Linked DNA regions of Rattus norvegicus: region 2 is linked to region 1. The links are chromatin contacts, called in public Hi-C maps. All regions are on one chromosome and are shown on one strand. Each heading gives the region's core, a stretch centred on a gene start, on an enhancer-like site or on the middle of the called end of the contact. The rest is flanking DNA. Distances are from core to core; before and after follow the strand shown. Region 1 holds the start of Pard3 (par-3 family cell polarity regulator). Region 2 overlaps Pard3 (par-3 family cell polarity regulator).

Region 1 (6,656 bases), core at 2,721-5,220:
TTGTCTTCATTCTTTTATTCATGTAGGCATATAACTTTCACATGTTGTCTTTATTCTTTGTGAGTAATCATGCATGTGTGTATGCACACATGTGAGTGTATGCATGTGAAGGCCAGATGACAGCCCTCAATATCATTCCTCAAGTGTTGTCCATATATGTGTGTATGTGTATATGTATATTATTATATATGTACTCTCCAAGTAGGTCAGTGAGCCCCAGGGCTCCACCTGTCTCCTCCTCTCCACATTGAGGTTAGGCATTGAGTTTACATGTATACCACCAAACCTGGCTTTTGTTTTGGTTTTTGCCCCCCACCCTCACCCAACCCAAGGTTTCTGGGAATTGAATGGAACTATCTTCCCAGCTCCTACCTCCTTCGTTTTGAGTTATTAACGTTCTAAGTGTGAGCTGCTTGGTACAATGATTTCCCTACACATATGAAGGGTGTGAGTGTAGCTGGATAGAATTGAAGTTATATTCTGTGGGGTCACATGTACCCATCTGAACATAGGCACAAAGCCCAGATAAACCCTAATTAAGTCTCAGAACTCTCTGGGGTATTCATAGCCAGTTGAATCAATTAGCTGTGAAACAGAAATACAAAGGCCTTGATTATTTTTTAACTAGAAAATGCAGAATATAAAAAAGCAAATGCATTATAAGATGTTTACACAATGACCTTTGACCCCTGACTTTGATAATTTTGTTTCTCAAAGAGACCAGGTTTGCTTTAGTGCTTACCTCAGACGAGAAGCTATTTGCTAAGCTGAATATTTTATTGACATGAAGGAGGTTTGGCTATGATCCATCTTTATGGTTAGATGTTATTTGAGGAATATAGTGGCAGAAATAAATTATTTGTCATAGAATTTTATGTTTTTTTTAAGACAGCAAAGTGTCTGGCATCTAAAAAATTACAAAGCATTAGTTTTTTATTAATTTTTAGCATATTCATTGTTCATGTATGTAAAAAGCAGGGACTAATGATACATCTGAGTTGGCAGAATGCTTGGTCAGAACGTATAAAGCCCCAGATAATAATACCACCAGCATTTTGTAAACCAAGGGTGGTGGCACATTCTTGTAATCCAGCACTTGGAGGGTAGGGGAAGGGATTCAGAATTTCAAGATCATCCTTAAGTACATAATGAGTTAAAGACCAGTCCTGGACATGAGAAACTACGAGAAACTATATCTAGAAGAAAAAAAAAAGGACTCAGTACAATTACTCAATATGGCTGGTTTAGGATCTGAATGGAAAGATGTCTCAAGACTCCAAGGCATGGGAATTCAGTCCCGCCTGCAGGCACTGAGCCCACCCACCTAACAAAAGCTTTGAGGATGTTACAGAACTACACCAGTGAGCTATGGAAAGGTTAGTATATGGTAAATATTCCAGCAATTACATTTTAAGATGTTACCATGTTTCAGGACCTCAAGTTGAAGGTGCTGTACTAGGGAGGGAGGCACACTTTCAAGAGAGGAGACATTTGATTGACATCTCTTTAGCTGTTTATCAAAGCTTAGGACATCTTCAACTGTGATGTATACGATTAATGATAACCATATCTCTATTCAACTAGCCAGATAAAGTATTCATCATCATCACCACCACCACCACCACCACCACCACCACCACCACCACCACCATCACCATCACCATTATTATTTACAGTACAGGGTCTCATGTAGTCCAGGCTGTTCTTGAACTTTGCTATATGTTTGTGAACTACCTGCTATGTATCTTTAAATTACTTGCTATATGTTGGGGTTACAGATGTGGACCACGAGAGCCAGTTTTTAATGGAGCGTTAGAGACCAAACACAGGGCTTTGGACATATTAGATAAGCATTCTATTAGGTATATCCCAGCCCTTGCCCAGTTATGCCTCTGACTTTGAGATTTCTTTGCTCACCTTCCTCAGTCATTTGTTAGCATCCTTTAAACCATGGCTGCTTATATTATGTGCTCTCACGTACTAGCATATATTAAGATTTTTAATATAAAATTTTGTTCGATCCTCACAATTTATGAGATGCGTCTCACCAATTTCTTTCCTCAGCTGGTAAAGACAAGGCTGGAGAGGGTGTGAACATCACAGTTGAAAGTACTAGTGTTAAAACTTAGAACTTAATTTAAATCAGTGCTATTTTTTTTTTGACAAAGCCCACTAGCAACTTTATACTCCTCCCATGTGGAAAAACAGAAACACCAACTCTAATTACCCATAATTATTTGTGGGCGAAAGTGTTTTTATTTATATTTTATTTAATTATTCTCTATTCTCTCTCTTTTCTCTCTCTCTCTCTCTCTCTCTCTGTGTGTGTGTCTCTCTGTGTGTGTGTGTCTGTGTGTGTGTGTGTGTGTAGGTCAGCGAACAACTGTGGGGCAGTTCTCTTTTCCCATCACGTGGGATCTGGTGGGATCTGGAGTTAGAATTCAGAATTCAGTTAGAATGCAGGCTGAGCCGTCTTGCTGGCCCATGGACCCAAGCATTGCTAAAGTCCAAAACAAGAAAACCTCAGCAGGACTCACTGACATAGTGTGACCAGCATAATCACTTGAAGACAAGTAGAATGATGTAGTCATGTAGAGGTAATAAGAGTCTTTCCCAAGGCTGCGTGCCTTCAAGCATTCTCTTGTGGGCTTTGGGAGAGTGAATTCTCGACGGACACCTGAGAGGATGATTCATGATGGTATCGTTTGCTGGGATCGGCGATCATCCGGTGGACTAAGAGTAGTCAGACGGGAAAAAATGTGATGTTTCCTCTGACCTAGAGCCGCAAGGCCAAGGAGACTGCAGGATTCTGAAAAGCCAAAGGACTTCTTTGTTTTGCTTATTTTAAAAAGGGAGGAGGGATGGATGGACAACAGCACCAGCTGTAAGTGCTCAAATCCTGGGGTTCACAGGCGCTTTAACAGGCTCAAAATATCATGCAAATTAACTGCCAAACTGAACTTACTGTATTGTGTGAGATAAACTCGGGTCATCAGCGAGTGGCTCTCTTGAAGTTTGCCATTCTTTGAAGACAACGTTAACATTTATTTAGGGACCACATCTTCTAAGAAAGACGGAAAGCAGCTCCAGTCACTTGTCTAGACTTGGTCCACGTTGTTATTAAACATCTTAGAATTTGTATATCACCCACTTTCTTTGGAGTTGGGGGTGTGTCAGTGAATTATGAGGCAGCCTTAGCAGCGAGGGAATATCCTATCTAGAACAGCCTTCCCTTTGAGCATTCGGGCGGTATTTTTTCAGAGGGTTTTAGGTTGCTTAGATTGAGGAATTTTCAAGAAACAGATGTATTTGAACTGCGGTGTTAAGTCCTGCTTATTTAAACAAGTGGGTCACCAAGAAACTTTTAGGTAAATAGTGGCCTCAAGAGGAAGTACCAGGGCGTCCACGCGTCTCCAACCTTTCTCGGGAGCAGCCAATTAATCTCTGCTACAGAACAGCGCCGCCCGGCCTTGCACCGGAGTCAGGCACTTAGGATAGAAACCCTGCCTTGCCGCGGGGCAGAGAGAGACCTGGCTTGGAGCTTCCTCCATAGTCCGCTTCCATTCTTCGCGAGCGCGGCTCAGTGGCTCTCGGGCTTTAAAAGCGTTTCCGAACTTAAACTGCTTTCTCCCAGGAAGGGGATTAAAAGTCACAAAGAAAGGAAGAGGACCTCGTTGGAGACCTCTGGGGGTGAGGGTGGGGCGTCCCGGAGTAGACCTCCTAGAGCAGCCTACGGCAAGTGGGTTGGAGGAGGACGCGCCCTGCCCCGCGCAGGCCCAAGCACAGCGCCGCGGGTTGCGACGCGCGTCGCCGTGCGGTGAACCGAGCAGCCGGGCAGCGGCGGAGGCCTCGGGGCGCCCCGCCCTGCGCCTCCTCCTGCCGCCTGCGCGCGGTGCTGTGCGCCCAGCCCTCTGCTGCTCCTCCTCCCTGCCTCGCCGTCCCCTCCTCGGAGTCCCGACTAAGCGCTAGCGCCACACGGCCCCGGGCCGCCGCCGAGCGCGCCAAGACGCCGAGACGCCGAACAGGTGGCCGGAGGCTGCAGGCGCCCGGGCGGGGACAGGCGAGGGCAAGTGAAGGCGGCCGGGCTGGACATGGTAGCCGGGCAGCTCTGTGCGGCCGCCTGCTCGCGCCCCTAGCCGCCGGCGCGCCGGCGCAGCGGCCCCACCGCGCCCTGCGTACAGTCTCCCGGCCCAGCGGCGCTCGGGCCACGGACGGCGAGGGACGGCGGCATGAAAGTGACCGTGTGCTTCGGGAGGACCCGGGTGGTCGTGCCGTGCGGAGATGGCCGCATGAAAGTTTTCAGCCTTATCCAGCAGGCGGTGACCCGCTACCGGAAGGCCGTGGCCAAGGTGAGTGGCCTGGGGCGCGCGGCGGGGAGCGGACGGGGGAAAGGCGCGGGGATCAATATGGCGCTTCCTGGAGACGGAGGAGGGAGACCGGGAGGCGGGGAAAGGGAAAGTGCGGCAGCTGGGCCGCCTCGCCGGCGCCCCCGGCCCGGACCCGCGGCCGTAAAGTTCTCGGCGCTCTCCAGCTGGGCCGCGATCGCCACCCGCGCGGTCTCTGGACACTGTCTGGGTCTTCCGGGCTTAGGAGTGGGCGGCCGGGTGCTCAGAGCCGGCACCGGGCGAAGCAGAGTGCGGCACGCGGGAGGCGCGGCGCTGCCTGGCGGGGCGCCTCTGCCCGACCGTCTGCGGGTCCTGGCAATCCAGCTCCAGGCCTCTCCCGGAGCAGGCCTGTCCCGGAGGGTTGCCTACGGAACTTTGGGGTGTGTGGAAAGAGTTGAGCGATCTGGTACACGCGGGAGCCGCAGGCGGGCCATGTACCCTCTGTGTTCTTGCGGGATCTCCGGGTCGCGCGGGCAGCCCTGGTTGGGTCGGCCAGGCTGATGGGCTAAGGTGGGGGCGATGGAGTGGCTCTGGTGCTCGGCTCCTTAAAACACCTCAGCCTAGACTCGCTTAGCCCATGAGCTAACTCCCTCTGGATCTTTACCCATACCTAGCTGGATGTGCTCCAGTGTGGGCCTGGGGTCGGAGTATCCTCGATTTCTCTGTTTTCCTCATAAAGAACATTGTCTCCATTAAACCGCATTCCTCCATAATAGGTCAGAAGTGGAAGGGCGTTTTGTAGGTTCTTTTACCCTCTGTGTTTGACAACAGCCCACGCTGAAGTTTCGTTCTAGCACCTGAGGATATTTCCTTTGTATGAGAGTGGAATGTGTTCCCTTTGGTATTTCCCTGTCTGTTGTCTGTTCAGTGGCCTGCCTTCTGTGACTTCGGAAGCAAGCAAGAGGAAAAGGTGGCTTTGTCTGCCTATGTCGCCGAATGCTCATGGGCCACCCTCCATTTTTCTCTGAAATTAAGAAAGGGCAAAATGGTTACACCATTGTTTTGTTTTGTTTTTAGTCTGTGTTGGAAAAATAACAAGATTTTTTTTTTTTCTTTTAAGGAAACTTTGGGTGATGGTTGGGAATCTGGTACAGGGATAGGAGATGCCGAGTTCAACAGCTGTAAGTGTTCTTCCAGTTGGTCGAACTCATTGAAAAATCAAACAACGTTAGTGGAAATTGGGCACCTGTTTATCTTGTAAAGCTGACAAGAGGGGAAATCCTCTGTAACTTCACACTTAAGTGTTTTAAGCATCATTTCTGACTGACAGTTGGTGATTTAACATTGTAAGGGAAAACCAGGCTGTCTTTGTATTCTGCCGACGAACACCATTAGTTGTGAAAGAAAAGAAAAATGGCAGTAACATATGTAGAATATAGAGGTGCGCCTACTTCCAGCTCAGACAGCATGACAATGTTGGCCTCTGCTTCGCTGATTTTGTTTGTAAAACTAGCCGTGTTTTATCTTGCACACCCTGGGCAATGGTCAAGTTGCCTGTTGGGAAATACACACAGGCCACTGACTGACTGCATTACTGATTTTCCATAGGAATTAAACACTCACTATTTCAAGTCATATTGAGTATTTATTGTGTTGTGGGTGCTGGGCATCAAAGGGATCCATGGGCTTCGTTGTAGATGATAGATTGTGAGAGTCTGAGACAAGGTTCTTGTGATTCCTCAGGTGAGGACAGCTGTGGTGTTTGCCGTGGGGAGATGTTGTCCCGGGGAGGTTGAAGGATGGAGTTGAGGGCTCTTGCTGATAGATGTGGGCTGGTCTTCACTATCAGCAGTGACTGTTCCACAGCGAAGGGAGAGGGGTGGTGAAAGGGTCGCAGAAAGAGTAGACGGGCTGTGTGACTAACAGTTGTGAGAAGACCGGGTGGGAGGAATGAGAGATTGTGACATTGGAGTTACAGATAAGGCAGTCAAGGGTGATTGACTGGTTCCAAAAACTCAGTTTAGGAGGTGGGGTGTGTGTGTGTGTGTGTTGTGTGTGTGTGTGTGTGGTGTGTGTGTATGTGTGTGTGTTATGTGTGTGTGTGTGTGTGTGTGTGTGTGTGTGTGTGTATCTTTCTGTATGTGTTCAGAGGCCAAAAGTCATTGCTGGGTATCTTTTCTCTCTGCACTTTAAAAAGAAAGATTTGATAAAATCTTACAAATCTGGAATTCAAGGCCAGTCAGGGCTACATATACCTCTCTTTGCAAAAGATAGATTTTTGCAGCATTCGCAGTTGAACTGTTGGATCACAAGACTTTTGACTCATAAGTG
Region 2 (6,656 bases), core at 1,111-3,610, 78 kb after region 1:
GTGTATGTGAGTGTGTTTATGTGAGTATGTGTATGTGAATATGTGTATGTGAGTGTGTGAGTGTGTGTGTGTGCCTGCGTGCCTGCCTGTGTGCATCTCATGGCACACACAGAAGTTCAGAAGTTGTCATGCTTGTGTGACAACTGTCCTTATCCAGTGAATCACCTGGCCCACCTTGAAGCACTCGCTATGTAATTTGGTTGGCTGCCATCTTTGGCAGTGTTCTCTAAATGTGTAGTCCAGGCTGACCCCAAACTCATGATGATCCTCCTGCCTCCACTTCCTTCAGCAAATCCTACAGGCATGTGCTACCACAACCAGCTGGAAGTGTTTTCTAAAAGGCTATTTTATTAATTGTAAGTTCCCTTCCTCCCTCCCTCTCCCTCCCTCTCTCTGTCTCCCCTCCTCCCTTCTTCCCTCCCCCTCTCCCTGAGGATGGAGTTAGACCACGTGCCAGCCCAGGAGGAGAGGCCGAGAGCACCCCACATCTTATCCTCAAACTGAAGGATACGTGAACAGCACTGGCAGGATTTTATTCTGGCATCAGCATATAGGATTTAGAGCAGAGAGAGGTGAGGCAAGGACAGAAAGAAAAATCTTAAGGACTTCAAAGTGCTCATAAATCATCTGTTTATAAACTTGGATCATATATATATATATTTTTTCAAACGAACCCATCTGCCTATTGACTTGTGTTCAGACTTGCATCAGCTCAGTGAATGCCAGCCATTTCAAAAGTCCAAGGGAGTCGCTCTATGCCTCCGTGTGTGCCTGGTTATAAAGGAATGACCCACTGGGGTCTGGCCAGGCATGCCCTGGCCACAGAGAGGGTGTTAGAAAGGAATGACTTTCACACTGTCACACAGAACCAGGCTTCTCCTTTCCTGCCTGCTCCAGTGGCTTCTGAGGTGCCCGTAGGCGTGTGTGCCTGCGGCCCTTGTGCCAAGGAGAGTCTTTCCATGACAGATTCACCCACTACACTGCATAAAATGGTATGGGGAAGTAAGTGTGTGTGTGTGTGTGTGTGTGTGTGTGTGTGTGTGTGCGCGCATCATACATGTTCATGAGCATGGGTAGGTATGTGGATGTCTCTTGGATGTTCTCTTTCAGGTTGTCCATTTTGGTTTTCTGAGACGGGATTTCTCTGGCTTATGGAGATAACCATGTAGGCTTGGGTGGCTGCCGGCCAGCCCTAGGGATCCACCTGTCCCCATCTCCCCCATAGCAGGATGGCAAGTGGGTGCTACTATCCTTGGTCTTAAGAGTCCTGGGGAATTGAAGTTCCGCCCCCCGCTGGCCAGGCACAGCACCTTTTTGACTGAGTTGCCTCCCTGGCTCAAGTTGGCTGAATTTTTTGCGGGCCAAAGGGCAAGCATGTTAGCTGTTGGTATTCTATCTAAGCTCCACCCCCACATGTACCTAGCAGCAGCCAGGTATGCTCCGCCCCACAGTTGCCTGGCAACAGCAAGGTATGCTCCGCCCCACAGTTGCCTGGCAACAGCCGGTTGTGCCTGACACTATATAAGGGGCTGCTTGACCCCCTCTTGCTCTCTCTTGCTCTTTGCTCTCTTCTCTTCCCTGCTCTTCCCCTTTGTCCCTTCTCTCCCCTTCCCCGCCTTCCCTCCACATGCTCATGGCTGGCCTTTGTTCCTCCTCTCTTCTACTCTTCTCTCGTTAAACCTCCCCACGTGGAAACATGTTAGCTTGGTGTGTTCTGTCTGGGAAGCGAGCCGAGATTTAGACCCCCAACATTAGTGATTTTGCATCAGTTCCTTACTGGACAGGTGGAGCCATAGCTGAGGGATTTTTGCTGTCCAAACCTACTAAGTTTGTTACCGACAGAGCAGATGCTGAAAAGGGAGGTCTGCGGACAGGCAGGGAAAGAGGCCCTTGAGGCCTCTGAGACTGCGCAGTTACAGAAGCCTTGGAAGTCTGTCCTCAGGGAGGGAAATGTAAGGCCGTGATGCCAGCATAGTAAACTGTGAGATGCAAGGCTGAGTTTTCAGATATCATTGCCTCTGTTTGCTCTAATGTGGGTCAAAAAATAGCCACAGCAGAGAGCTTTAGGAAATGGCATGGCTTCTGTGGACGACCGGAACATATTTTAGGCAGAAATCGTGAGCGATCCATTGATTATCCACAGAGAACTTTAAAGCTGCAAGGACTCAAACTCATTCCTATCTTTAGAAATTGATACATAGATACCACCTTTTCCTGTTATGGGGGAGTGTGGGCTCCCCACTGACCCCTCCAAGTGTTAGCCCAAGACAGCAGAATTAGTCACATCAGCCAGTCAGGTAAATAAATGCTGTTTCAGGAGCTGTGGCGACATCGCTTGTTTGCACAGTAACTTTTGTTTCTCAGTCATGGGAAACCTGTCATCCTGTTGGCCCCAACTGTATACCTCCCTTAGTGTGTCTGGGTTGCCCTGGCAGGTAACTACTGGTTAACTAACTGGTAGCTACTGATTAACTAACTGATAACTTCTGGTTAAGCTGATAGATCTGAGGATTCCTCGGTGTCTTTAAAGACAGATTGACATTGAATATTTAAGTCTTCTCAAAAGATTTCACAGCATAAAACAGGTTCACATGGCTGAGAAGCCTAAGTCCCCCTTTGATGATCTTGGCTCAGGTTTCTGAGCAGTGACTAGAGGCCCAGAGCTATTTGAAATACTTTAGTTTTTGAAGCTTGCATCTCATAGTTGAATTGCACAGATAATCACAATACCTACCTTTCTCTCTCTCTCTCTCTCTCTCTCTCTCTCTTTCTTTCTTTCTTTCTTTCTTTCAGGTAGCCTAACCATCTATCATCTTTTTCCTGAGACTGGGTCTTACTCTCAGGCTGGACTCTTAACTCATTATTCTCCTACCTCAGCTTCCTGCATACTGCGAGGACAGGGGTGTGCTAGCCATTTCCCCCATTTTAAACTACTTTAAACTATTGGGTTCATTGAACCCTTCTTGCGCCTATGCAAATTAGGTACTGCTGCATTTCTCTGAGTGAAAACTAGGGAAATGGCCGTGAAGCGTTTCCTCTGACTGTCCTTACATTTAGCTCCTAGGCGTCCATTTTCATGCCTGAGAACCTGTGAAGCTCACAAAACAGAAATTGCCATGCCTGGCTTGGGTGTTGTCTCCTTAGTCTTGCTTTGTTCTTTGGCCCACAGCATCCAGTAGACTGCGGGATGTGTCTGCTGGTTAGGGCTAGGGTTACCGTTGCTGTGATGAGACACCATGACTAGAGCAACTTGGGGAGGAAAGGGTTTATATGGCTTAGGCTTCAGTGTCACTGAAGGAAATCAAGGACAGAAACTCAGACAGAGCAGGAACCCTCGGGCAGGAGCTGATGCAGAGGCCACAGAAGAGTGCTACTTCTCTCTACTAGCTTGCTCCCTATGGCTTGCTCAGCCAGCTTCTTTTAGAACCCAGGGTGACCCCAACTATAATAGGCTGGGCCCTCCCCCGCCAATCACTAATTAAGAAAACGTCCTACAGGTTTAGCTACAGTCTTACAGAGGCTCCTCCTCTGAGATGACTCTGGCTTGTGTCAGGTTGACACAGAACTCTCCTGACAGAGTGTGTGGGATTGCTTGTGGGAGGTAGCCCATTGACAGTGCTCCTTTCCATCTTTTGTCTTGAAATTACACATAATAAATGTGCAAATCCATGTCACGTGCCAAATATTAAGATCCTTGCTTTATGAAAACCGACCCATTTGATTAGTAAACATCTTATTGACGTTTCTGCATCTTTGAAATTTTTTTCTTTTTGGGTGTGTGCACCCTGCTTACCGAAGTGGCAATCAGGTTGTTTGAATATTTGATTGGGATCAGGGACAGGATAGGCGGTTACTTATAATTCAGTACTTTACTGAAAAGTTTAGACGAAGTCATTAGAAGACTTAGAATTCTTTTTTTCTGACAGATTTAGAAATACAGGAGCATCTTAAAGGAGCAAGAGTCAACAAAATCAGAACGGAGCTGAGTGGTAGAATTCTTATCTGTCTGCTGGGGTCTGGGCTCTACTTCAGTACTGCAAAGAAAAGACTTCTCCAGTAAGATGAGGTGTCGGAGGAGTGGAGGGAAATAGGCAAGAGAATGGGGGGTGGGGGGATGGGCAAGCTGTTTAAAGCAAGCATGGGTTGGAAAGTCGAGTGTGTGTGTGTTTGTGTGTGTGTGTGTGTGTGTGTGTGTGGTGTGTGTCTGAAGGTTGACTTTTATCACTGTCCACTTTGCCTTTTTAACTGCTAGTTGCATGCACACACACACATGTATGCTCAACATTAGCGTGTGCCAACCAGAGGGATTGGCAGCAGGAGTCAGCTCTTTCCTTCCAACCTGCACCCTCTCACCAGTCCTCAGGTTCTGAGTCAGATTTTCTCCCTTGAACCTGGTCCTTGTCATTTCAGCTGGTGTCTGGATTCATAGTCCCCGTATGATTTTTCTGTTTCTGCCCTCTAGCACCTGGTTACATAGCTTCCTACTCTGCCCAGTGCTTACATAGGTGCAAGGGATCCCAACTCAGGACCTTACACTGCAAACACCTTTACACATGGAGATATTGTCTCAGCGCCCCCAACCATGGTGTAATTTCCCACCACAACACATTTTTTTTATCTTTATTAAATTGGGTATTTCTTATTTACATTTCGATTGTTATTCCCCTTCCCGGTTTCCGGGCCAACATCCCCCTAGCCCCTCCCCCTCCCCTTCTATATGGGTGTTCCCCTCCTCATCCTGCCCCCATTACCACCCTCCCCACAGCAATCACATTCACTAGGGGTTCAGTCTTGGCAGGACCAAGGGCTTCCCCTTCCACTGGTGCTCTTACTAGGCTATTCATTGCTACCTATGAGGTTGGAGCCCAGGGTCAGTCCATGTATAGTCTTTGGGTACACAACACATTTTTTAAAGATGTATTTATTATATGTATATGAGTACACTGTCCTCAGACACACCGGATCCCATTACAGATGGTTGTGAGCCACCATGTGGTTGCCAGGAATTGAACTCAGGACCTCTGGAAGAGCAGTCAGTGCTCTTAACCACTGAGTCATCTCTCCAGCCCTGAATTTTTGTTTTTTAACCTTAAAAAGTTACGTAGAAAAACTTAAATTGTATTATTAGCTTTATAGAAGCTTAAAGTTGATCATTTTCTCTTGAACGCTTTAGTCATTCACACTTCAGGTTAAAGTATTTGAATGCAATCATGATGTTTACTTTAAGAGTGTTTTTGCCCTGATGGACTCAAGAGCGCTTTTTTTTTTTTTTTTTTTTTTTTTTTTTTTTTTTTTAATTCTGCAGAATGGGACACATCTGCTTACGCTCACAGACTGCCATCTGCTGGTGGCTTGGGTTTGGACACTAGTAAGAGACCTGTCTCCAAAATAAAGTTGGAGCAGAAACTTAGCAACAGGGTTTCAGTAGCCTGAGCAGAGCCCCAGGCTTTTTCCTGTGTCACCCAGAAAGCAAGGAGCTGCTTAAGGCAAGAGAGCTGTCACTGTAGCCTGAACACTGTAACCAAGCCTGCAGCCCCAGGATTGTCTGTCTGTCTCACTGGAATCAATACCTGAGTTTATTTTAAAGCACTGTGTGCCAGGATGAGACAAGATTTATGAGGTGGTTGTGTTTTCATTTTTCTCTGGCTGGGAACTAGCTGTGAAAATGGAAATTTAAATGACTTCTGATGAAAGGAAGCTGAGATTAATTACTGTGTTCTGATTAACATCTAATAACATTTTGATTCTTTTAGGACATTATTTGTAATCACAGGTAACCCAAACTGAAAGGTGTTTGTGAAGTCAAGACAGATGCTGCCTGGAAAATCTGGAACTGGAGGGGTTATGTGCCTTTAAGGTACAAGGCAGCAAGAGCGATACAAAGTTTCTAAACATGTATTGTTATACCAGGTGCTGTCTCTCACTGTGTGTGTGTGTGTGTGTGTGTGTGTGTGTGTGTGTGTGTGTGTGTGTAAGCACTTTACCCAGCACCAATATCAGACACTTTGAGGCATTAATCTTTGGCTGCCATGATTTATAATGAGGGCAATCCTTTAAATCCTGGATTAGACATCAGATTCTGGGCCCAATGTTCTCCTTTTTATCCCCTTGGTTTTTTGAGATAGGGTCTTGTTATGTAGTCCTGGTTACTCTGGTACTCTCTCTGCAGCCATGCCAGCCTCAGACCTATAGAAGTTCTGTCTCAGTGTCCTGTGTGCTAAGGTTATGAGTATGTGTCACTGTGCCTGTGTCCAGCTGTCCAACTTGTACTCTAGGTGAGACTTCTGTGAGGGTGTATCACATTGTATCATGCATGTTGTCTTCATAACTCCTTGGCCTTTATATAACTTTTGGATCAAGGTTGACACAGTAATTTCTTCTTGATTGTGACACATTTGTTTCATTTGTCTGTGCCCTTAGTTCACAGGGATCCCTTGCAGAGCACCCACTGTAAATTGTGATTTCATTTCTGTGTTGATGACAGACCGGGAAAACTGCAAATGTTGAAGGGCAGGATGCTCACTCTTCTGCTCAGTTTTAATGTATATTTATAACACATTGAGTTAATGTATTTTTATAATATTATACACACATATGCTTGATTGCAGATATTGGAGAATTGTCAGCGATCTCTGTCATACAGGGTGATACTTAAT

What was found. A called contact is a pair of places that touch in the nucleus more often than the background predicts.
Region 2: a Hi-C map of liver shows a contact between it and region 1, with 9 times the contacts expected there. The contact joins the enhancer-like site here to the promoter of Pard3 in region 1. A contact is called at or near these places in 9 of 12 Hi-C or Micro-C datasets (the A7r5 cell line, Schwann cells, frontal cortex and 5 more) and 1 of 1 datasets of contacts at active chromatin or transcription factors (oligodendrocytes).

Annotation. Positions count from the first base shown.
Region 1 is chr19:71,973,533-71,980,188 of GRCr8, forward strand. It overlaps Pard3 (par-3 family cell polarity regulator), which reads left to right and starts at 3,971. Exons shown (of 25, transcript NM_031235.2): 1 at 3,971-4,349. The coding sequence starts at 4,230.
Region 2 is chr19:72,053,126-72,059,781 of GRCr8, forward strand. All of the region lies in intron 1 of Pard3 (par-3 family cell polarity regulator), which reads left to right. Among named protein-coding and RNA genes, the nearest start is that of Pard3, 79 kb to the left of the region's middle. Within about 2 kb of position 2,361, at least 3 of the 93 cell types and tissues checked have an H3K27ac peak or open chromatin away from gene starts, as enhancers often do. A contact at or near this core is called in liver, where this site is marked.